Regions from separate parts of the Mus musculus genome. Here all the other regions are linked to region 3. Evidence: chromatin contacts called from public HiChIP or PLAC-seq data. All regions are on one chromosome and are shown on one strand. The core of a region is the stretch at or near the end of the contact, and the rest is flanking DNA. Distances in the headings are between cores, read along the strand shown.

The links. HiChIP or PLAC-seq counts read pairs in DNA pulled down with a chosen protein or histone mark.
Region 1: a FOXA1 HiChIP or PLAC-seq map of pancreatic cancer cells shows a contact between it and region 3. The contact joins the promoter of Aph1a here to the promoter of Vps72 in region 3. A contact is called at or near these places in 3 of 39 promoter capture datasets (liver, neural stem cells and pre-B cells), 1 of 115 datasets of contacts at active chromatin or transcription factors (pancreatic cancer cells) and 2 of 9 other capture datasets (adipose tissue and liver).
Region 2: an HNF4G HiChIP or PLAC-seq map of pancreatic cancer cells shows a contact between it and region 3. The contact joins the promoter of Adamtsl4 here to the promoter of Vps72 in region 3.

What each region holds. Positions count from the first base shown.
Region 1 is chr3:95,892,518-95,895,689 of GRCm38.p6, forward strand. It overlaps Aph1a (aph1 homolog A, gamma secretase subunit), which reads left to right and starts at 1,404. Exons shown (of 6, transcript NM_146104.3): 1 at 1,404-1,766; 2 at 2,304-2,474; 3 at 2,626-2,699; 4 at 2,931-3,053. The coding sequence starts at 1,654.
Region 2 is chr3:95,685,937-95,689,588 of GRCm38.p6, forward strand. It overlaps Adamtsl4 (ADAMTS-like 4), which reads right to left and starts at 1,981. Exons shown (of 18, transcript NM_144899.3): 1 at 1,885-1,981.
Region 3 is chr3:95,108,954-95,112,411 of GRCm38.p6, forward strand. Vps72 (vacuolar protein sorting 72) reads left to right here and starts at 2,089. Exons shown (of 6, transcript NM_009336.2): 1 at 2,089-2,261. The coding sequence starts at 2,145.

The sequences.
Region 1 (3,172 bases), core at 154-2,653, 780 kb after region 3:
CACAGGTAGCCCTGGCTATGTCCTTGCACCACATGGTGGATCACAATCATCTGTAGCCGCAGTCCCGAGGGTTCTGATGTGCTCATCTGGCCTCCAAGAGCACCGAGCACATACATGTTGCACAGATATACATGACACAACCCCCTCCCACACACATAAAAATAGCTATTAGAACAAAAGAAAAGCTCCACAAGCCTCACATACCTAGTAAATACTTGCTAAGCATCTAAAATGAGTCCTTGAACACCGTGCAAGTGGCTGTGGGCTCATCATGCACAGATTGTTCCCCACAGCTGCTAACAGCTCACAGAGAAGAGTGGCCCAGACTCAGCCTGTTGAACACACATGGAATCCTGAACACTGGCCAAGATGTTCCCATCCTCCTAACCTTGGGGAACAATGTGTCTAGTGACCGCCAGACCCCCCCAACCCTCCACCCCCCCTACCCTCCCATCCCCCCCACCCCCCCACCTCCACTGATTCCCCTCCTAGTGACTTTTTGCAAAAACCTCCAGGAAGCCCGGTAATCTTTTAAATTTTTCTGTAGTTTGTTGTTGCTTTGTATGTACCCTCAAAAAACGATTTTTCTCATATATGATCAAAATGCTCAGATCCCATCATAGGATTCCTCTGTTCTGCAGACTCCTAAGGACCAACCCGTCCTCATACAAATGATGATTCCTGATAATATGAAATCTCTCTCCCCAGCCTGAGGAAAAGACACCACTCAAGTTTATTTTCCAGACTATAAATAAAGGAAGTATGACATCAAAGGAACCAAGCAGCTCGGCGTGGGGCGGGGGTGGAGGGGATGGGTGTAATTTCCTCTCAGTCCCATTGCTCTAGTTGCTTTGTGACTCCACGATTCCTTCCAAACATTTTCCTAATATTTCTCTCCCGGCTCCTCCTGCTTTTCTCATTCTGTCATTACAGAATACAAGTGGAGGCTTCATTTAAGACGTAATTCCTATACCAGGCTGCCCAAAGAGTTCCAACTTTTAAGCCTAACTTTGATCCCTCAGGATGCTTCTCTGGGTCATTTCCTCTAATTCAACTTAAGAACAATGTCCGTCCCTATCTTCCCACAACCTCTATCCTGTGCTCTTTTTTATTTGTCTCTAGAGTCAAACAGGATCTTCCTCCGACAAAGCTCCTCTAGTAATAGGTAGGGTGGCTATCACCCTTCTCTACCGAAAGAAAGGAAACCGTGGCCAAGGCGCCAGCGAACCCAGGAATCATTGTTCTGATTGGGCCCAGACTCCAGCCTACTCTTCTGAAGCCACTCCCAGCACCAAGAGGAGGGCTCTGAGGATGAGAGACTACAACTCCCAGAAGGCCATGCCGCCATGACCCCGCCTCTGCAGTTCCGCCCCACCAAGTATTCATTGGCCTTCCGGGGGTGGGAATTAGATGGGAGGTGGCCATGGGGCAGCGACCGGGGGTTGTTCCCTCTTCGGCTTCCGTAGACGAGGTCGGGCGGACCTTCGTCCGGGGTTTCGGCACCCCCCCTTCCCCTTCCCCGGGGTCCGGGGGTGACATTGCACCGCGCCCCTCCTGGGGTTGCGTCCTCGCCCCACGCGGACTCCCCCTCGGCGCGCAGCTCCCTTTCGCCTTCCTTGGCCGGGGTTCCCTCCCTTCCCCAGCTGCCCAGTCATGGGGGCTGCTGTGTTTTTCGGATGCACCTTCGTCGCGTTCGGCCCAGCCTTCTCCCTTTTCCTGATCACTGTAGCTGGAGACCCACTTCGGGTTATCATCCTGGTGGCGGGGTGAGTGTCGAGTGGTGGAGACGGGGCCGAACGTAGAGAAAAAGGTGCAGAAAGGGCTGGAGGAACTGGAGCAGGCTTGGGAGCCTGAGTTGGGGGGCAGAAGTCGGAAAAGGTTGGACACAGGGTCAAATCGTGATCTAGGAGAATTTCCCGCAGTCGGCTTCCGCCTTCCAGGGATTTCACAGATTCTTCCTGTAGTCCTCCCGGCAACGTCAGAGAAGGCCCAAGGCCAAGATTAATGAGGGGGCTGTGCTGACCTCGGCCAGCCAAGGATCTTGGAATGGATACCTAGTCTGTCCGTTCATGCCCACACACTTTGACTCTAATGAAGACTCTAACCAGATCTCTACCCTTTCTGCTGCTTTCAGATTCTTACAAATGAGTCTGTTGGTGGAGACACTTATCTGGTCCCTGTCTCCCTTACCATCCGGAAGTCTAACTTCCACTTTTCATACATTCCATCCTTGGCTGGCTCCCTCCTTGATTTTTCCATCTGCTCCTGTCTTTGCCTCTCTCATTGCCCTTGTGTTTTCTCAGAGCCTTTTTCTGGCTGGTCTCCCTGCTCTTGGCTTCTGTGGTCTGGTTCATCTTGGTCCATGTGACAGACCGATCAGATGCACGGCTCCAGTATGGCCTCCTGATTTTTGGTGCTGCTGTCTCTGTCCTTCTACAGGAAGTGTTCCGTTTTGCTTACTACAAGCTCCTTAAGTAAGGACAAGGGGGGCTCTGGAAGGGAGGGGGGACAGTGGTGTGCATGGCGGGAAGTGGGCCAGCCCTGCGATGGTGGTTGGAGTAAGGGTCGTTAAAGGGAGGGTATTGGAGGGGAAGGAACATCCCTGCCCTTCCTTCTGTTTCCCAGGAAGGCAGATGAGGGCTTAGCATCACTGAGTGAGGACGGAAGATCACCCATCTCCATCCGACAGATGGCCTATGGTGAGCCAAGGGAGAGGGACCAGAGGAGGGAGTTGGACACCCCATCCTCTCTTTCTGGGTAATCTAAACAGCCACGTATGCTAAAGTGTTTTTCTTCATACTTGACTTCCAAGGAGAGGCGGTCTGGAGGGAGAGTAGGTATGGTAGACTTTTCCCTGGGCTTGGGGAGTAGGTACTGCTAATGAAGCTGTGGTGGTCCTGGTCGTTGACAAGACCCTCCCCTCCCCCCAGTTTCTGGTCTGTCCTTCGGTATCATCAGTGGTGTCTTCTCTGTTATCAATATTTTGGCTGATGCACTTGGGCCAGGTGTGGTTGGGATCCATGGAGACTCACCCTATTACTTCCTGACTTCAGGTAAGGCCCACTTCTAACCTTGCCTTTGTGCCCTGTCCTTCCCTGGCCCTGACTTACTGCCCTTCCCTGGGAGGCTCCTCTGGCTCACCGTCTCAGGAGGCTGGCAGGCGATCAGGGAT
Region 2 (3,652 bases), core at 731-3,230, 580 kb after region 3:
TGGGGTCACAAGCCTTAATTCCACAGTTGGGATGGAGTTCAAGGGGTTCAGCTTGGGTGATATGGGACCTCTATCACAAAACAAACAAACAAACAACAAAAAAAGGAAAACCAACCTCCTCCCGCTCACAGAACCCAAGAGCATTTGTTTCTTTTCCTTTTAACTAAGCTCCTTACGGAGGACAAGGCTCATACAGGCTGCCCCGGGCATTTTTTTTTGTCCAAGGGATAAACTAAGTGGGTTAATGGCTTCATCTCCTGAGAAGAGGCAGTGACTTATCCTCCCCATGAGTGCCAGCATCCACAAGGCACTGGCTCAGGGTGACTTAGCTCATGTACAACTAGTTTTCTGCTTTTTTTTTTTTCCTTACAATGCTCAGCCAAACTGGGACACCTAAGAAGGAGAGATGTAGCCATAGCAGCCCATGCTTGCCAGGTTCTCCCTCCCGTATCCCTGGAAAGTCCACCCTTAAGTCTAGCTGTAAACACTGGGTAGCAGGGGTCTTCATACCTGTCCTCAAATCTTGTCTCTCCCTACCCCCATCCTCCATTCCCTGCCTTCTCTTTGAGGCCCCGCCTACCCACATCCTCATCCCATCTAAGTTCTGCTTTCCAGGAAAAACACTGTTTCTGCTGCCTTTGAATGGCACCATGAGAAGAATCCAAGGATCGCTGGCCAAAGTAGGCCAGATCAGGGCATGCAAAGGACAGAGAGGGGGGCAAAGCTAGGTCCTGCTCCCCCTCCCTGGGACCCCAGGGCTTGGGAATTTGAGGAGGAGACCAAATGGGCTGAGCTGAGTTCTTGGAGCTAGGGAGGAGGTAAAAGGCACCACGTCCTTCTTCAGTTGAGCCAGCCACTGAATCTACGACTTCCCTGATGGACGAGTGGCCCTGTTCAACCCACTCATCAGCCCTCTGCCTGCCCAGTGAGGCTGGAAGGATGGGGGGTGTGTGTGATGGACACAACCTGTCTGATGCTGGTCCCCTCTCCACCTCCCTCTGCGCCTCTCTGCTCCTCCAGTCTGTCCCTGATGCCTCTCCGTGGTCTACCCAGTACACATAATCCTGTCCTGAGCTGGTTTTGGCAGCTCTCTGGAGAAGTGAGGGGTGGGGGGTGACGAGAACTCCTGGGGCTAGGGCCAGGCCTGGCTCCCTCTCTGGAAAAGTCCACCCCACCCTCCCCTGCATAGGGGAGCAGGAGCCGACACCCCCCCCCCCCCCCGCACAAATGTATGTTTGTCCTTTCTCCACGCCCAGGGTGAGGAAAATGAGGTTGGAAGTGGGCATCCTGAAGTCACGGTGGACCCTGGCTGAGCACAAACCTATGCTGCTCCTGGTCACACCCCCTTGTGGGCCAGTGACACCAAGGAAAGTGACTTGCAGGGTGCTAACCCCTTCACCCCAGGCTCACTTCAGGCAAATGAGCCAATGCAGAGTGGACGGGTGGAGGGAGGGTTAGTAAGGGCTGGGCTAGCAGAGGAGAGATGCTGTCCTGTCAGAATGCCAGGGTTTTCACGGCATCCCCCCCCCCCCAAACATCCCAACAGGTGTCTTTTCCCTCAACCTCTCACAACAGATTGAGTTGTGCAAAGAGCACTCACCCGCATCCCTCCCGGACACCCTATCCCTGCGTTCCCAGAGTACAGGCGTCTGGTCGCATCTTCCCGAAGCCCCTCAGGGAAGAGCCGGCTGTGCCGGCGTGCAGGGAGGTCCTGGGTATGTTTTCCAACTTCACTATGTGACTTAATAGGAATCTTGGCACAAGCCCTCGCCCGGGTGATGGGACTCGGAGTCCCAGGGACCAGACCCCCTCCCCAGGAATTCGCCTTAGGGTCCGCTGTTCTGAGACAGTCAGAGCCCAGGCGGGGGGTCGGGGAGGTTCTACCTTCTCTGCGCCCGCTCTCTCCAGCTGCCTCTGGTAGTGGCCACCGCGGCCCGGAGCCCCAGGACAGCGCCGCCCGCGGCAGGCTCCGCCCCACGCCACCCGTGCCCCGCCCGCCACGCGCCGGACTCAACCACCCACCCCGGGTGCCCCGTACAGCTAAAGAGCTTGCAGCCACGCTGTGGACACGGTTCCCGCGCCCGCCCCGGGGCTCGAGACCCCACCAACTCTGGCAGGCTCCTTTTGGTTGGAGCCTGTCCTCGAAGAACCTGGGCTAGCCCCGAACCAGCAAGGGGATTTGCAAACTAGACCCATGTAGCCCTGAGCAAACTCAGATCTGCTCAAGCCAAGGCCCTCTCCTCCATGCAGCCAATGCCATCGCCTCCGCTTTTCCCATACTGGGCAGTGAACCATGTGGCTCTGATGGCCAGGGACCTCTCTGAGCCTCGGTTTCTTCATCCATAAAATTTTACACCCTGGAGCTTAGCGGGAGGAATGCACGCTGAATTATGAGTCAGACAATTTGGATTTGAATTTCAGCTTGAGCACTTGCCAGCTCTGTGGTCTTTCATGAGCACTTCAACTTCAATGCGGCAGTGTCCTCTGTAGAATGGGAGAATTTGATGTGTATATTAGGCTTGGAAATGTTTATCCATCTCCATGTGGAAGAATGACTGAGGAGGGGTGGGGAAGGGATGAAAACAGCTTTCAGTTTTTATGCTTTTTATTCTATTCATATGTCTTTTAATGGATTGTTGGTTTGTTGTTTGTCTTTGAGGCAGGGTCTCGGTAGCCCTGTCTGGCTTGAACTGTGTAGACCAGGCCAGCCTTCAACTCATGGAGATCCACCTGCTATTGCTTACTGCAGTGTTGGGATTAAAGGCCTGCCTATGCCTTGCCTGTCCAACCTCGTAACTTCTTTGAAAAACAAAAACGTATAGGTTGTTCGATACTAGACTGGTCTTCAGGGTGAATTCCAGCTGAGGCTGGGCGGGGGGTGGGGGTGGGGGAGAATATATAGGGAATGGTAGTGCATGTTTAGCACTTGGGAGGCTGAGGCAAGAGAGGGGAACCACTGGTTCAAGACCAGCCTGGGAAATCCAGCAAGTTCTAGGGCAAGCTGGGCTACAGAGTGAGACCACCCTAGTTTCAACAATGAAATACCAGAGCAAGGTTAGAGAGATGGCTCAGCCATTGAAGGCCAGGCTCACCACCAATGTCAAGACACTCAAATACAGAAGTTGTAGCAACATATTGTCTTGCAACCCATAAAACAACAGAGGGCCCTGGTGCCCCCGGCTAATGTTTCCTAGTTTCTTGGCTATATGTTACACTTTGTGCTGAGGGCACAGAAGCTAGTTTAAGTCCTTAAGTCTCCAAGTCTAGTTTGAACAGATCCTGCCAGTGAGAAATGATCACTTTGGAGCTGACATGTTAACTGTGGAAGCAGGGTCTATCCCAAGGCAGTGGGTGTGTATATAAAACAGCCCTATGTCTGGGGGTGTAATAATGCGCTGAAGCAGAGCTTTGCATGCAGGATGCTCTGGGTTCTGTCCCCAGCCGTTCCCAGCACTGATCAAGGCAGAAAGATATTATTTGTTATTTAGACAAGGTCCTGCCACGGTAGGGCCGATTGACAGGAAACTTGCTATGGAGCCAAGCTGACCCCAAATTTGAACTTCTCTTGCTTAGCCTGAGTCTGGGATACAGTATTGGGATGATCCAGATTTTAACTTTATTTGAAATTTAACATGCACTTTTTTTTTTTGGT
Region 3 (3,458 bases), core at 839-3,338:
CCAGGACAGCCAGGGATATACACAGAGAAACCCAGTCTCAAAAAAAACAAAATAATAAATAATAATAATACACTATCTTTAAACATCTGGGCATGGTGGCACAGTATCTTTAAACATCTGGGCATGGTGGCACACTATCTTTAAACATCTGAGCATGGTAGCACACGCCTGAGGTTCCAGCTCCACAGATAGCTAAGATCCCTTAACTTGTTCCCTTGAGTTTTCTTCCCTTGAGTTTTCTTCCCTTTTTCTCCCCCGCCCCCAAATCTTGATTTCCAAAAGAGCCTGGACGATAGGCAAAATATAGCATACCTTTATCTCAGGGGTAAATGTAACCGAAAGGAGGGCTTGGAATGTTTAGGAAGCAGGTATCCTACCCCTCTGTCTCTCTGCCCCAGCTCTTACTCAGTCCCAAGGTGTCCTCTGAGTCACAGGGTTACTCTTCCCTAGTGACATTCCTAGCATAGCAGAACTGGGGTGACTGGGCAAGGTGTGGGAGCTGGGGCAGAGAAGAACGCTGTGGCTTGGTGCTCCTGAGGAAATGGCAAAGGGAGTTCACCAATACATACTTTCAGAAGGGAGGCAATCTGGTGACCTCAAAGAAGGGCCACCCATTCGGTTGTCAGTGCATGTAAGTGTGCTTTATCAAAGCACCTTTTGGGGATAGGGGTGTAGTTCAGAATTAGAGAACTTACCTATCTTATACACTACTCTGAATTTAATCCTTGGCATTAGAAAAAAAAAACAGAAACAAAAATAAAACCAAAAAACAGTAAAAGAATGAATACCTTCTTCATTTAGTCTTTCATTGTTTACCTAAACCTAGCCTATTGCAGGCATTCACATTCGTAGTATAGACAGATACAATCCTTGGCCTCACTTGGGATGTACCTTTGTAGTAGAATGCTTTTCTAGAGTTCCTGAGACCTTGGGTTCCATTCCCAGCAAAGAGGGGGAAACACACACACACACACACACACACACACTCCAAAACAAAAACAAAAACAAACTCTTCCCTTAACCTAGTAGCATGAAACACGGAGAAGACCATAGCAGACCAGTCTATGAGACTGGCAAGCTTGGAGTACATAGAGAACCAGTCTCCAAAACCAAAACTCAGCAGATAGAGGAGCCTGCCATCAAGCCTGGTGACCTGACTTTGACCCCAGATTCCACACAGTAAACGTGGAGAGCCAGTTCCTGCACATTTGTCTTCTGACCTCCACACCAGTGCAGTGGTACATGCTCACACACATGAACACAAACACATAGTTAAAAAAAAAAGTCATACAATTTTTAAAAAGATTTATTTATTTATTTTATGTATATGAGTACACTGTAGCTGTCTTCAGAAACACCAGAAGAGGACATCAGATCCCATTACAGATGGTTGTGAGCCACCATGTGGTTGCTGGAAATTGAATTCACTCAGGATCTCTGAAAGAGCTGTCGGTGCCCTCTCCCAGTGTGTCTGAAGACAACAATAGTGTACTCATATTAAATAAATAAATAAGTACATACATACATACATACTTTTTTTTTTTGAGACAGCTTTTCTCTGTATAGCCCTGGCCGTCCTGGAACTCACTCTGTAGACCAGGCTGGCCTTGAGCTCAGAAATCCACCTGCCTCTGCCTCCCAAGAGCTGGGATTAAAGGCGTGCGCCACCACTGCCTAGCATAAATAAATCTTAAAAAAAAAAAAAAAGTAGGAGCGGAGAAGGGAAAGGAGTTTGCTATGAGGCAGGCCTACTTGGCGCACACCTTTAATTCCATCACCGGGAGGCAGAGGCAGGAAGATCTCTGAGTTCGAGGGCAGCTTGCTTTACACAGGTAGCTCCAGGCCAGCCAGGACTGTAAAGTGTGATCCTGTCTGTAGAAAAACAAACAAAATATCTAGGTAAGGAGGAGGAACCCTGGTACTGTGCCCTAGGCGCTGCCTATGAGTGGCCACAGCAGCCACCAGCCACAAAGAGACTTAAGGTGAAAATAACTAGGACCTCTCGACGCTCGGCTGCTTTTGCTTGCAGACGCTGAACTTCCGTCATTGACGGTCGCCCGCAGGTAATAGTGTCGAGTGCCGATCTGCGAGAACCCCGAGCTGGGCCAGGGGCTGAAGGCGGCAGCGCAGTCGCTGTAGGCGGTATGAGTTTGGCTGGGGGCCGGGCCCCACGGAAAACCGCTGGGAACCGGCTTTCTGGGCTCCTGGAAGCAGAGGAGGAAGATGAGTTCTACCAGACAACTTACGGGGGTTTCACCGAGGCAAGAGCCGGGCCCAGGAAGAGGGAAAGAGAGAGGCGAGGAGAAGGGAAAACCCTGGACAAAGAGGAAGGGGGCGGGGATTGAGAAAGGCTCGGAAAGGCGCTCCGGGCTGGACGGCGGAGTGGAGGGGACTTTGTGTGTGTGTGCGCGCGCGTGTGTATGTGCCTCTGTGTGCGTGTGTGTGTGCGCGCATGTGTGTTTGTGTCTGTGTCTTTGTCGGCTTTGCAATTTTCTTCGGAGTGTGTGTGTGTGTGTGTGTGTGTGTGTGTGTGTGTTTATCGGCTTTACAATTTTCTTGTACGCTCCTGGCTGGATGGCGGAGTCTGGAGGAGTGTGTGTGCGTATCAGTGTCTGTGTCTTTGTCGGCTTTGAAGTTTTCTCGTCCCGCTGCCGAGTTATTTACCAAAAGGAACCTGTCCAGAAACAAACTTAATTAGCACACTCTCCGCCGGGCGTGGTGGCGCACGCCTTTAATCCCAGCACTCGGGAGGCAGAGGCAGGCGGATTTCTGAGTTCGAGGCCAGCCTGGTCTACAAAGTGAGTTCCAGGACAGCCAGGGCTATACAGAGAAACCCTGTCTCGAAAAACCAAAAAAAAAAAAAACCAAAAAAAAAAAAAAAAAAACAAAAAAGTTAGCACACTCTCGTTTTCAGCTTTCAAATCATAGCTTACTGTTTTCTTAGGTGACCCTTTATCGACTAAGAGAATCCCCATTTATTTCCATCATAGAAACAAAATTTCAGTTTACAGTTAGATTTGGTTTATGTCTCATTTTCTGGTTGGTTTTAAGGTCTGTAACAGAATTCGGTCTTTTTTTTACAAACAAGGCTGACATTTGGCTAAATTTTTGTTAATAGAAGCTGTTCAGTGATTGAATATATGTTGTACAACCAGATCAGCATACTATATGTAATTAAATGGTTGTGGTGGATTCCTTGGAAACATTAAAAACTTCCCTGAGGATGGAAATATAGTTTGTAGCTCAGTAGTATATCACTAGCCTAGAAAATGAGTCCTAGATCCTGGATTACTGGCCCCTGGCAGTAAATAAAAACAAGCCCTACCTTGCAGGGCAACTGTCTGGGATCCTAGTCAGCTTAGATACTGTACGATAAAGACTTAAGTTCAAGATAACAGGTGAGAGGTTTGTGTTTTGTTTTTTAAATTGTATTATGTTTGTGTGTCTGCATATGGAGA